Linked DNA regions of Muntiacus reevesi: region 2 is linked to region 1. The links are chromatin contacts, called in public Hi-C maps. All regions are on one chromosome and are shown on one strand. Each heading gives the region's core, a stretch centred on a gene start, on an enhancer-like site or on the middle of the called end of the contact. The rest is flanking DNA. Distances are from core to core; before and after follow the strand shown.

What was found. Hi-C and Micro-C count contacts between places; a contact is called where the count stands out from the background.
Region 2: a Hi-C map of muscle shows a contact between it and region 1, with 4 times the contacts expected there. The contact joins the promoter of SLC16A11 here to the promoter of YBX2 in region 1. A contact is called at or near these places in 2 of 3 Hi-C or Micro-C datasets (blood and muscle).

The regions. Positions count from the first base shown.
Region 1 is chr18:34,959,534-34,966,478 of mMunRee1.1, reverse strand. YBX2 (Y-box binding protein 2) reads right to left here and starts at 2,784. Exons shown (of 9, transcript XM_065909784.1): 1 at 2,508-2,784; 2 at 1,797-1,860; 3 at 360-393. The coding sequence starts at 2,784.
Region 2 is chr18:35,121,668-35,128,612 of mMunRee1.1, reverse strand. SLC16A11 (solute carrier family 16 member 11) reads right to left here and starts at 2,822. Exons shown (of 4, transcript XM_065909195.1): 1 at 2,634-2,822; 2 at 1,700-1,843; 3 at 768-1,535; 4 at 310-674. The coding sequence starts at 1,793. The coding sequence ends at 445.

The sequences.
Region 1 (6,945 bases), core at 1,535-4,034:
GTCTGGGGTGGGCCTGAGAATCCAGATGTCAGGAGATGCTGCTGGTGCGGGGGCCACACTTTGAGAACCACTGTGCCCAAGTAGCGCTAGCCTGTGTCCTTTCCCTCGGACAGGGCCTGTGATTCGCTCCTGGGATGTTCACAGGTCCCGTGCCCAGAGGGCAACAGGCACGTTTCTTACAGGGACAACCCAGCACAAGTGGGGCCAATGCAGTTAATACAGCACCTGTGGGATGGATAGGGAACTATTTCCTGGTGGGAGGTGAAAGCTGGAGAGCCAGGACTTGTGCTAAGAGGACAGTGGCAAAGACCATCAGGGATGGCGGGTTCCTCCCCTCAGAAAGCCATCTCAGCTCTTACCTGGTGAACAAAGACATCCTCCTTGGTGTCATTCCTGCAGGACAGGATGGGGTGTTAGGTGATGATTTTGGTAAGGCACTCACCTCTGTTGAGGCCTCCCTAGCTGCCCATTCCTAAAACCTGTGGCCCCATCCTCTCCACCTTCCATTGCTGCTTGGGGTTAAACAGGACCCAGAGAGTGAGACAAGAGCCAATAGGGCCCCCTGAAGCGGGTATGAAGAGAAGATCCCTAAAACCTCCATGAAAAACTTGGGCTTCATGAGGAAAGGGCTGCAGGGTTGGCAAAGGCACCTTGAAGGAGCTGGTTCAGCCTTTACCTGTGGAGCTCTCCACCCTCGGGGCACCTTAGAACCTGGTAGTGCTGGGTGTCACTCTCCCAGCCAACAACCCCTGCTCCCCACCCCACATCATGGGTGGAGAATTCCTCTCAGTCTCCTTCCTTCTGCAGTCAAGGAGGGAGTGAGTAGGAACAGGAGCAGAGGTGCAGAACACCTTTGAGGAGGGGAAAATGTGTCAGAAACTGGCTCCAAACAGCCCACAAAACTTTATTCTCAGCCTGGAGGTGAACCCCCGTCAGGCCCCCTCTCAGCACACCAAGAGATCAAGGGTGAGAAAGAAGATATTAGATCATTCTGTCACTACTTTGCCCATCACCCTAGTTTACCCTAGCACCCCAGTGGGGGGTGGGTGTGAAGAGGTCTTCCCTCAGAACCTTCCAGGAGTCCTCAGTTTCCAGAATTAGAGAAGGACCCTTCCCTAGAACAAGTGTTCTGGCTTTAAAGCACTTGGATCTGCACAAAGGTCAGCCTGCTAAGAGGGAACTGAGGCCTCCCAGGAGGGCTGGGCCGGGCAGGGTGCCTGGACTGGGGAAGGGCCCACTGGGGGAGACCTGACTCGGCTCAGAATCTGACACTATGGCCCCTCCCAGTTTGGGGGGTGCAGGGGTGCTGCACAAGGAAAGCAGCAGCTTCAGGCTGGACTGGTGCCTTCTTTCCCCAACCCCCACCAGACTCAGTCCCGTCAGGTGGGGGATTCAATGAGCTAACAGCTCTCTAAGGGGGATGAGTTATGAGAGTGCTATGTGTGCTGCCCGAAACAGGAAATGAGTGAGGATTCCGGCCGGAGGCACATTCTGCAGGTACATTCTGCCCCAAAGGCGGCGGCAAACTAAACCAGAAGGTGACACAGACCAGCTGCGAGGATCAGAGCCAGATTTGCCAACTTCCTAGATCATTAACCCTCTGCTGCCCTTGAAGATGTGGAGAAGGCTTCGTCATGCCCACATCTGTGCTGTGGTTAAAGGCTTTCAATCAGCATCAGCTGGACATTGCAACCATGTGCCTTGGCAGGGGTAGAGATGAGGCTGGGAAGGTGTCCAGTCCCATAGATCAGTTTGGAAGACACCCATTCCATCCCCTCCCTGGGTTCCTCAGATACCTGTTGATGAATCCGTAACCATTCCGCACGTTGAACCATTTGACAGTGCCCAGGACTTGGATTGCTGCCAGGCAGAGATGCAGTGGGGGCAGTAAGATAGGGGGAAGAGATGGAGTTGGACTCAGTTTTGGGACACTCCAAAATCTAACCAACCTATTATCTATTAAGCTAAACTTCATGCGAACCAGGTTTTACCCAGTAGCTCCAAGGCATTCTTACCCAATTCCACCAAATGCAACCGGCCATAGAGCGGGGCTCAGGGTTTCAAACCTCTTCCGATTCTAAGGCATGTTCCTCACATCCTACAAATCTAGGCCCTTAACCTAGAAGCGGGTACTTACCTGGTCCACGAAGTTCCGCCCTCAGGCCATAACTGGGGTCTCTCTAGCCCTATTTTAAGGGTCACTAGTGCACTTGCTTTCCGGGCTCAGATATTTACCTAATACTAGCCAAAAGCAACAAGATCAAGTCTCCCACCCCGGGGGCGTGGCCAGACCCTAGCTGGACCGGCCAGCCACTCCCTCTCACCCAGGAAGACACTGCAGAATTTCCCACTAGGGAAACTCACTAAGGTCCGCTGGTCCTTTGAGCCTCGAGCCATACCGGCCTTCGGCTTTCCGGACCCCGCCGGGCTCCACGATGCCCCTCCCCCAGCCCGTCGACCCCCCGCCTCCCCCTTAGAGCCGCCGTGGCACGCGCCCCGCCCCTCACCCAGCACCGGCTTGTCCGCCTGACTCCGGGCCGGGGGCGCGGGGGTTCCCGAGGCCGCCGTCGCCAGGTTGCCAGGGGTGCGGGGGCCTGGCGCCGAGGGGGTCCCAGCAGCTGGGCCCGAGGCCGTTCCGACCCCGCCGCTGCCCGCCCCGCCGCCTGCTTTCTGTGGCTCCCCTGCGGGCACCGGGACCACCACCGCTACCACCCCTGCCGCCGTCGCGGGCACCGTCGCCGCGGGGGCCGCTGTCGCCACCACTGCCGCCTCCGCCTCGCTCATCCCGCCGGGTCCAGTACCGGCCCCCGCCGCCACCACCACCACCACCTCCGCCGCCGCCGCCGCCACCGCCCCGGCCCCTCCCCCTGGCTCGCGAACCCACCGCCCCGCTCTGTCCTCGCGCCCCGAGCCTAGCCTGCACGCCGGCAGCCGGCCCTGAACCGAGGCCAATCGTAGCCCGCAGCCGCGGCGCGTGCAGACCCCGCCTCCCGGCCACAGGCCAATCCTAGCGGAGCAACCCCAGGGCCCGCACGCCAGCCCCGCCTCCCGAACTTCGCGCGGAGGCTGCGGCCCCCGCCCGCAGCCTAGTAAGTACACCTGGGCCCCGCCCCGAGGCCACCACGTGACTGTCCCAACCCAACCCATTGGCCGACGGCCGCTTTCCCCTCCCCCCTCCGCCCCTTTCCACCGGCCGCGGGAAATCAAACGGGCTGGTCGCGCCCCAACCGCCACCTGGCCTCTACGCGAAGGGCGGGGCGAGGGCGCAGCTCCAAGGTTGCCCCTGACAACCCGGGCGGGGGCTTGAGCCCGTAACCTTGGTCCTGGCTGTGGGCTGCACGGCTCTAGAGACCACCTTTGCCCGCACACCACCGGGTGTGGTTGCTTTCTCCCAGCCTGCCCGACCGTCTCCCTAGAGGATGCCCTGTACCCTGGTCTGCGGGATCAGCCCGCGGGACCAACCAGACTTTCCCAGGTCACGGTTGCTCTCTCAAGCCGAGCACTCTCACACTTTTTGGGTCGTTTTTGACGTACGATTTACATACAGCAAAATGCACAATTCTTCGCTGAGTTTTGATAAACGCGTTCATCTATGCAATCAACACCCTAATCAAGGTGTTTTTCCCTTGCTGTTGAACCCTTTCCGGGCAGGCCCAGACTCCTCACAAACCATCGCTGACCTTTTCACCGGAGATCAGTTTCAGGATCCACAGTACTGGGTGCTTTGGTCTCCAGCTGGGCCTCGCTCTCCAGCTCCCTGCCCTCTCCCTGGCAGCTCCCTTCACCTTTCTTTTATCCAACTAGCCAGGCTCTTCACTCAAGCCGAAGTGACATAGTGACACTATGTCTCTATAGGTGACTTCTTCAAGTACCATCTTATATATCACTCCTCACTATCACTTCATCCTTTACTTTTCTCATGGCAGTTTTGGAAATAGAAATTGCTTATTTACATTATTCCTGCCCCCTCCGAAACTCTAGACAGTGAACTCCATGGCAAGAACTGTGTAGTTATGTCTGACGCCTGGAACAGTCTGGCACAACATAGGCACTCCCTATCTCTTGAGCAGATAAATAGTCCCCATTCCACAGATAAGGCTTCCCTCATAGCTCAGTTGGTAAAGAATCCGCCTGTAATGCAGGAGACTCCGGTTCTATTCCTGGGTCGGGAAGATCCATCCCCTGGAGAAGGGAAAGGCTACCCTACCCACTCCGGTATTCTGGCCTGGAGAATTCCTTGGGCTGTATAGTCCATGGGGGTCACAAAGAGTCGGACACGACTGAGAGACTTTCACTTTCATTCCACAGATGAGAAAACTGAGGCCCGGTGCGAGGCTTGCCCCGGGTTTCTTGGGAGCCCTGGCGTCAGGCTTCAAAGCCACAATCTCCCACCCAGAAAGCTGTGTCTCCAGAAGTCTCTCCCGCCGAGGGCAGTCTCCCGACCCCAGCAGGACGCGTATTTTTAGCCGGGACAACAAGCCCCGGGGCACCACACGTGCAGCCACGCGCTGCCCGGCCCCACGTGCGCTTCCCCAGTCCCGGAGTACCACCCCACCCCGCCCCCGCCAGGCAGGCGTCCCCTTTCCTGCTGCGGCTGCTTCCAATCCCGGTACCGGCGCGCCCTCTGCCTGCCGCTTCGGGAGGCGGCCTGCCCTGGCTTCCTCTCTGTCCTTCCGACTGCTACCCAGCCCGCCCCGCCGCTCCAGCCCTTTCGTAATTGAAGATTCTGTTTGTCAGGGCGTCGGGTCCCGAAAAACAGACAAAATGCGAAAACAACTAAATCAAGTCCAGGATGTAAAGGATACAGAAATGACCACCCTCTTTTAGACTATTAAGGACCGACTTACCTGTGTCCTCCCTGGCTTCCCTGGTGGTGGTAGTGGTAAAGAAACTGCCTGCCAATGCAAGAGAGGTAAGAGATGCGGGTTCAGTACCTGAGTTGGGAAGATCTCTTGAAGAAGGGAATGTCAACCCCTTCCAGTATTCTTGTCTAGAGAATTCCATGGACAGAGGAGCCTGGCGGACTATTGTCCACTTCAGTGTCAAAGACTGAAGCAACTTAGAATGCAAACCCCCAAGCTCCAGGAATAGGAGAAGCAGGAGACCAACCCTGGGGGAGGCAAGCAAGGTAACTCACAGTGAGACCCAGGCAACAGAAGAAAAACCACAGAAACGCAGGGAAGGTACAGAGGGAGCTCAGGTGTGGACTGGAAGGTTAGAGGGTGGGAGAGAGGAAGCTCACAGGAAGGATGAGCCCTGTTGGTAGTAAAATTGAAAATGTCAGGAGACCAAGGGTGGGATGGTGCTACAGGAAAAAGACTTTCGGCAGACGAGGCATGAAACAATACTTAGACATGCAGCAGTTATAAACTCTCCTTCCCCTTGGATAAGAAGTAGCAGGTGCCACAGAGATTTGCAAATTACTACCCCTGTTCAGTTGAAGGGTTTGTGCATGTAGTTTTCCTGTTTTTTCATTATTTTTAACTGCTGTAGATAACAAGGGCTCCAGGTTTCCTCCTCTTTCTGTCCCTCTCTTTCTGTCATTTCCTGCCCACCTGCAATCTGGCCGATTTTGTTCACTGTTAATAAATAAATAAAAACCCCTGCCTGCTCAACTCTTGCTCTGCATCTCTCCATCAACTTAACAGCAAACTTCCTGAAAAAACAAGTCTTTACTGTCTCTACTTCCCCATCCTTCTTTCATACCCAACCAACCCAAACCTGGTTTCTGTCCCCAGCACTCCACTGAGATGGCTTTGGCAATGGTCCACAACCTCTTCCTGTGACATTCCGGACCTGGTTTGGGGTTCTCTTTCAACTCCAACCACAGAAGTGTTCCTGCCAAAGCTTCCACAACCTAACCTTCCTCCATGCCTTCATACCTGTCCTCCAGTGCCTTGTTCTCCACCAGCCTCAATCTTTCCTGGACTGTCTTCTGCTCCCTGCCTTCTGTAGGACATTTTATCCTTTCTCCTGATTTTGATGACTCTGCTACTAATGGTTCTTAAACCCTGTGTCTCCAACCCTGAGTCTTTCCCACCTTCTTAGCAGACTCTGAGACAGGCATCCTCTAACCAACTGCACCTCGGGCTTCTGAAACCTAAGTCCTCATCCAGGTTCCTCTTTCCCCACTCCCATGCTGATTTATGTCACCATTTATCCACAATCATTCCTTGGTAGCCATTCATTCTTTGTAGAACAGTCCCTGGATGCCCAGGCTCAGCACAGCAAATGTGAAGATTTATGGTACCAAATTGAAATGTTTGAATGATTTACAAGATATCGTTGCGTCTGTCTGGCTCCTAGAACCAAACACTCAGCAACTTTCCCCTCTGACTTTCTCCATGCAGCCCAAATCAAGGTCTGCTTCTTCTTACACTTGCTCTCTTTATTTCTCAGCTGCTACCGAGTGTTTCATACCTACAGCTCCTTCTCTCTTCCCCCATTTGCTCTTTAGCTAGTGTTAGCTCTGCCCTCTCCTTTTCCAGGTTTTGCTAGCACTCTGCCAAATCCTTGACCTTTTCTCTACCGTCTCTCTACCTCCTGTCCTAGCTACTGTGTCTGATATAGCTTCCTGCCTCCTTCTTGAAACCTCCTCCTTGTCTTGCTTGGTTTTTTGTTTTTGTTTTTTTAAAAAACTAATTGCAGTAAGAGTTAATATTATTGAGCACTTAGTATGTGCCACATGCTATGTTAAGCACGTTCAATGTCCTCATTCATTTACTCCTTACAACAGTCCTGGGAAGTGGATACTAGTATAATTATGCCCATTTTCCAGATAATGAAACGGAGGTGTGGTGAAGTTAAGCAGTTAGCCTAAAATCAGACAGTTGTGGAACAAGCCAATCTGAGAATCCAGTGCAGAGTAGCCCACCTCCAGAGCCCAGCTTCTAAGCCATCAACCTCCTTCAACTGTGCTGGGATTCCACTTTTACATCTTTCCTA
Region 2 (6,945 bases), core at 1,573-4,072, 160 kb before region 1:
TCTCCCCTGTAAATTAGAAATTAAGAAAATGGTGTGAGATGTGGGAGAAGGGTGCTAGTTTGGAAGGGAGAGATATAGCTAAGAGTGATGAAGTCTAAGATGCTTGTATTTTCCTCGGGCCAGTAAAGGGGGACTGAAATGCAGAAAGATTTACCTGGGAAATGAGGATGGGGCAGCTAGCACTCATGAGCACCCCCCTTCCCCCAACAAACCTGAAGCAGACAGACAGTTCCTCAAAGGTTTCCTGTTATAATGGCAAGCACTTGGGCAAAGAGAAATGGACTGACAGGACAAACACCCTTCCCACCTGCCATGGCTCAGGGGGATCCTGTTCCCATCAACCAGCTTTTCTGGATATCTTAAGCAGAATGTTTGCAGTATAGGTTGCCGAACAATTGGAGCTTGCAGGAAAAGCGGATAAAAAGTCTTTATTGGGGGAGGGGCTCAACAAGTGGTGTCCAGAGTGGAGTGAGGGTCTCCCGGGGAGAGCAGGGCAACCTGAGGTACCGGGAGCAGCTCCCCCATCTCAGGGGGTGGAGTGCCTGGACGTGAAGCCAGACGGCAGGAGGGCAGCGCCTTGGGCAGCCCCAAATAGATGAAGCTGCCAGAGAGGACGAAAGAGCCGCACGTGAGGAAGGAGGCGGTGAAGTCTCCAGTCTCATCCCTTAGGAAGCCTGAGAGGAGATGGAAAGGAACTTAGAGGCCTGGGTCCCCAGATGCGGGTGGGGGTGGGGGTGGCGAGCGGATCTGCTGGCTCTGGCCCTTACCTGACAGGGGAGGGCCTAGAAGCCCCCCGAGGCTCAGCAGCATCATCATCAGCCCGGTGGCCTGTACCACATTTCCGATGCCCACCAGCTCCGGGAGCACACAGAAGATCAACGGGGCGTAACTTCCGGCGCTCAGGCCGTAGGCCCCAGCCGCGGCCAGCAGGGGGCCCCCCCAGCTGTCCTCGTTCCCCACCACCGGCACCAATCCCACCGCCAGCAGCCCCAGGCCTGTCAGAGCCCCGCATATCGTCAGCAACCGAGGGAGGGGCACCCAACCCTGGTCCGCCAACCAACCGCAGAGGAGCCGAGCGCCGATATCCCCCATCGCAGCCGCCGCCACCACCAGCGCCGCCCCATACCCGCCCAGGCCCCGATCTAAAGCGTGAGGAGCCAGGTGCACGTAGGGGATGAAGTAACCGACCCCCACTAAGGCCGTGCCGAGTGTCAAAACTAGGAAGGCCCGGCGTCTGAAGAGACCGAGGCCGAGGGCAGCTAGAGGGCTTCGGGGTGGGGCCAGGGGGTCGCCAGGAAGAGCAAGGGGTCGTAGCAGGGCGCCACAGGGGGTGAGGTGGAGGGTGACGGCTCCGAGGAGGAGCAGGGCGCCCCGCCAGCCGAAATTATCAAGGAGGAGCTGTAAAGCGGGCGCCAAGAGCAGCGAGGAGGCCCCGTTGCCCGTGAGTGCCAGCCCCACGGCCAAGACTCGACGGCGGGAGAAGTAACGGGAGACGGTCCCCAGGGCAGGGGCGAACACCAGGGCCCAGCCGGAGCCTGTGAATGGATAGAACCGGGTAAAGAGAGAAACCAGGGATGCCAGGCCCTGCCATCCCAGCTCTGTTTGTCGCAGGAGGCCCCCGCCCTCTTGGCTTCCGTACCCGACAGGCTCCTAGCTCCACCATCACCCCCTTAAGAACCCGGGTATACCTCTCCCTCACCAGCAAGGACGCCCAGGCCAAGGTAGAGGTGCAGCAGACTGTGTGCGAAAGCCGAGAAGACGAAGCCGAGCGAGGTGAGGACGCCCCCAACCATCACGACGGGGCGCGCCCCCCAGCGGGTGCTCAGGGCACTGCCCACTGGGCCTGGAAGGGGGCGGAGTCAAGGGAAGACACGCCCCCTGGACCCCCAAACTCGCTCCAACACTTCTCATTGGCTGTTTTCCTGGCCTAAACTTCTCCCCCGCCTTATAGCAACACCACCACCACCCCGCCCCGCTTCATCTCAAGACCTACTCAATTTTATTTTAGAACTTAGAACTCTAAATTCGACCTAGCTCTGAAGGTCGAACTCTAAAGGTCGATTTTTCTTAGGTTGTTTGGTAACCAGTCAGGTGTGTCCCCTACCACTGCTCTCACGGCACCTCCACCGACCCCAGTTCCTGCCTTCCACCTCGGGGCCCCTCCTTACTGGCTGCCTGCTGCACTGCCAGGGCCAGGGCGCTGACCCATGCCGTCTCCTGAGCGTTTCGGTCAAAATACTCCGCGAAGTCAGGGAAGGCGAGGCCCAGGGAGCGTAACACCCCGTAGGAGAGCCCATTCACCGCGAACCCTGCAGCCACCACCACCCAGCCCCAGCCCCCGTCCGGGGGTCCGGTTGGCTTGGGGGTCATCGCCTCCTGCGGAAGGCGGAACATCTGTCAGAGAAGTCGCCACATCTGTGTCTCCTTTAGGGACCTGAGCGTACCTGAGATCCAGCCCTGAGCACGGCAGAACGGAGGCGGGGGTTGTGTGTGTGTGTGGGGGGGGGTGGGGGTGGGGGGTGATGTACGGGCCTTGGGCTAGAACTCCAGGTTCGCGCCGTACTAGAGCGGGATAACAACCAGATCCCCCAGTTCTGAGACTCCCCCTCCCACACGCACCAGGTTCCCCTTACCCGACCTCACCGGGCGATCCGGGGGAGGGGAAGGGCGAAGAATGGCTCGGCCCGGTTTTCTCCCCGCTTCCCCGGAGGGCGGGGCCTTAGAGAGGAGCAAGTGCAGAGATGGAGCCCCACTTGGACAGGCTCTCAAGGTAAACAGGGCGCCTGAGCCACCTGGGACGCGGAGGGTGCCGAGGGCGGGAGCGAGCTGAGACAGCCAATCCACCGAGCCGAGTCCCACGGGGATTGAATTATCCATTTACACCCCCAATCCCGAGGAAGGGAGGGGCGAGGAATGAACACCTCCCCGCCCATGCCCACGCACCTGCCGCTGGCTGCGCACCCGGGAGGTGCATGGATTGCAATCGCCAGCCTCCCCAACGTTGGTAGGCAACGCACGGGGTGGTTGCGTGGTCCCATAGGAGTGGGACCCATGGGGGTGGTCCTCACAAAGCCTGAGGGGATGAGTAGCTCCAACGTTCTCAGGGAACGTTGCTGGAGAACCTGGTAAACCTCGGGTGTTAAATCACAGACCTCCATGCAGTGCATGTTGCGTGCTCAACGACAATACGCCCTCCAGGACAGAGCGGCAGGAAGAGGACTTCCTTGTGATGGGCCAGGGACATATACACGTCATGTTGCATCTTCACAATCACCCTGTGAAAAGGTGTTCTCCCCATTTTACAGATGAAGCCACTGAGACTTAGAGAAGTTAGGTGATTTGCCCGAATCACCAAACTTTAAAAAAAAAAGAAAGAAGTATTTGAGTTTGGGTCTGTCCAACTGTGAAACCATCCAAGAACAGACCTACTACTGAAATAGAATCTGCCACCACGGAGGGAAACGTCCTGGAGACAATTTGATGCCAAACTGACCTGGAAATGGTAGACTGATTCTGAACTATGGGTTTCTGGGACTAGAAAGGATTCTTGAGATCAGAATCCCTGAAGATTTAGATGGGAATTTTAAAAACAAAGTAAGAAATCCGAAAATTGAACCCAGGTATTGATTTCTTGGAAAAACTTTCCTTTTTACATTAAGATTAAGGTTATCATTGATTTACTTTGAAGCAAGGGATATGTTCTCTGGTGTAATTATTAAACAACATCAGAGAAAACCTGGCAGTTTGCATTACAGTTTGGCCGACGGCCACACTACCCAACAGCCACATGGTGGCAGTGTTTCCTAATTGTTGAGAAACTCTGCAAATAAACAACTTAATTAGTGAAACTGTAAACTTAACAACACAATATGGTCTTCGAGGGCTCTCTACTGCCTATAAGAGGAAACAAAAGAAAACAAAACAAAATTCTCTACTTTGGATAAAAGCCTTTCCCAGTCAGAGGTATACCCAGACTATCTTTCCATCCCAGCCCCCCTCCCCTCTTTTCTACACTCTTCCATCAGATATTAGCAGCTCACCTGCTCTGTGGGCATTTCTAGCTTTTTATCACTCCTTAATTTTTGAATATGTCATGCTCTGTGCTTGAACTGTCCTGGAGGGGGTACAGGAGCCTTGCCATGTACCTACCACCCTAGGAAAGTGGTCTCACCAGCTTCCCTAGTCTGGGGTGCTATTGTGAAAGGCACCTGGAAGGCAGAACCAGCCTATCCTCAGACAACAGGGAGGGCAGGGACCCCACTTCCAGCAATGGCCCGAGAGGCCCCTGCTCCAATCTGAATGAGGCCAAGTGAAACAAAGCACTCCCTCCCCATGGTGAAGTAGAAATGCAGGGGGATGAAAGAGGAAACTGGGTCTTTAGGGCCTGGGAGTTGTACAAAGTGATACTGAGCACCTTTACAAGATACTTATGAATCCACACCACTATTCATGCCTGGAGAATCCCATGGACAGAGGAACCTGGCAGGCTACAGTCCATGGCATTGAAAAGAGTCAGATGCAATGAATGACTGAGCACACAAACACATTTTGTAAGAATTTTGTAAGACTATTGAGTAAGGATTACATCTCAATAAAACTGATTTTTAAGGTTAAAAAAAATCTTAGATTGGTGAGGATGTGGAGAAAAAGAAACACCCAGCTCTGTTGATGGACATGTAAACTGATAGAGCCAGTATATAGAAGTGCCTCAAAAAATTAAAAATAGAACTGCAGTGCTGGGCTGTGTTTAGTCTCTCCGTCATGTCAGACTCTGCAACCACATGAACTGTAGCCCAGCAGGTTCTTCTGTCCATGGGGATTCTCCAGGCAAGAATACTAGAGTGGGTTACCATGCCCTCTTCCAGGGGATCTTCCTAATCCAGGGATCGAACCCAGGTCTCCTTCATTGCAGGCAGATTCTGTACAGGCTGTCAAAGAGATATCTGCACTTATGTGTTCATTGGAGCATCATTCACAATAGTCAAGATAAGGAAAGAACCTAAGTGTCTATCAATGAGTGAATGGATAAAGAATAATATTATACTCCATTAGTTTGTTGTCCAGTGGCTAGTCATGTCCAACTCTGTGACCCTATGGACTAAATGAAGCATGTCAGGCTTCCATGTCCTTCACTATCTCTCAGAGTTTGCTCAAAATTTTTTCCATTGAGTCGGTGATGCTATCCAACCATCTCATCCTCTGTCACCCCCTTCTCCTCCTGCCCTCAACCTTTCCCAGTTTCAGGGTCTTTTCCAATGACTCAACTCTTCACATCAGGTGGCCAAAGTATTAGAGCTTCAGCTTCAGCATCAGTCCTTCCAATAAATATTCAGGATTGATTTCCTTTAGGATTGACTGGTTTGATCTCTTTGCTGTCCAAGGGACTCTCGAGAGTCTTCTCCAACACCACAGTGTGAAAGTATCAGTTCTTTGGTGCTCAGCCTTCTTTATGGTCCAAGTCTCACATTTGTACATGACTGCTGGAAAATAGTATATATGATCTATACATCATATATGCCTATATATAATATTCTATCATATAGCCCATATATATTGTGCATGCTGAGTAGCTTCAGTCATGTCCGACTCTGTGCGACCCTATGGACTGTAGCCCACCAGGCTCCTCTGTCCGTGGGAATCTCCAGGCAAGAATACTGGAGTAGATTGCCATGCCCTTCTTCAGGGGATCTTCCCAACCCAGGGATGGAACCTGCATCTCTTACGTCTTGTGCATTGGCAAATGGGTTCTTTACCACTTAGTGCCATGTAGGCAGCCCATATCCAATATATACATATATGTATGTATAAAATGACAGCATGTTATTCAACCTTGTGAAAGAAGGAAACCCTGCCATTTGCAACAACATGAATGGAACTCAAGAGCATTTATAATAAATAATGTAAACCAGATAGAGAAAGACAATACAATATGGTATCACTTATCTGCAGAATTATTAAAACAAGACAGAAAGTGGAAAAGTGGTTGCCAGGGGCTGGGGTTTGGAAGGGAATAGGAGGAGGTTGGTAAAAGGGAATAAATGTTCAGCTATAAGATGAATAAGGTCTGAGACTCTAACATTAAAAAAACATGGTAACCATAGTTGATAACACTGTATTGTATATCAACACCAATTTACAATATACTTTTGGGCCACACCAAAAGTCATCTCTACTCTTTAGTGCTGCCTTTTATTGTGTAAGGATTACACTTCAGTAACATTGATTTTTCAGGCTAAAAAAAACTTAGGTTGGTGAGGATGTAGAGAAAAAGAAACACCTATGCACTCTTGATGGCAATGTAAATTGGTACAGCCAGTATGGAAAGCATATGGAAGTTTCTCCAAAAATGAAAAAATAGAACTACCATATGATCCAGTAATTCCATTTCTGGGTTTATATCCAAAGGAAATCAAAGAGATACCTGCACTCCCATGTTTATTGGAGCATCGTTCACCATAATCAAGATATGGAAACAACCCAAGTGTCTATCAGTGGACGAATGGATAAAGAATAATATAATATTCTACCATATATACATATATAATATTCTATCATATATATATAAAATGACAGAATATTATTCAGCCTTGACAAAGAAGGAAATCCTGCCATTTGCAACAATATGAATTGAACTAGAGGGTATATATATCAAGTAATATAAGCCAGATAGAGAAAGACAGTACTGCATGATATCACTTATCTGCAGAATCATTTTTTAAAAAGTCAGGAAAAAAAATAGAAAGTGCTAAAGTTGTTGCCAGTGGTTGGGGGTTGAGGGGAAAAGGAAGAGTTTGGTAAAAGGGAACAAGTTTTCAGCTATAAGATAAAAGTCTTATAGCTGAGAATCTCAGAGAAGGCAATGGCACCCCACTCCAGTACTCTTGCCTGGAAAATCCCATGGACGGAGGAGCCTGGAAAGCTGTGGTCCATGGGGTCGCTGAGGGT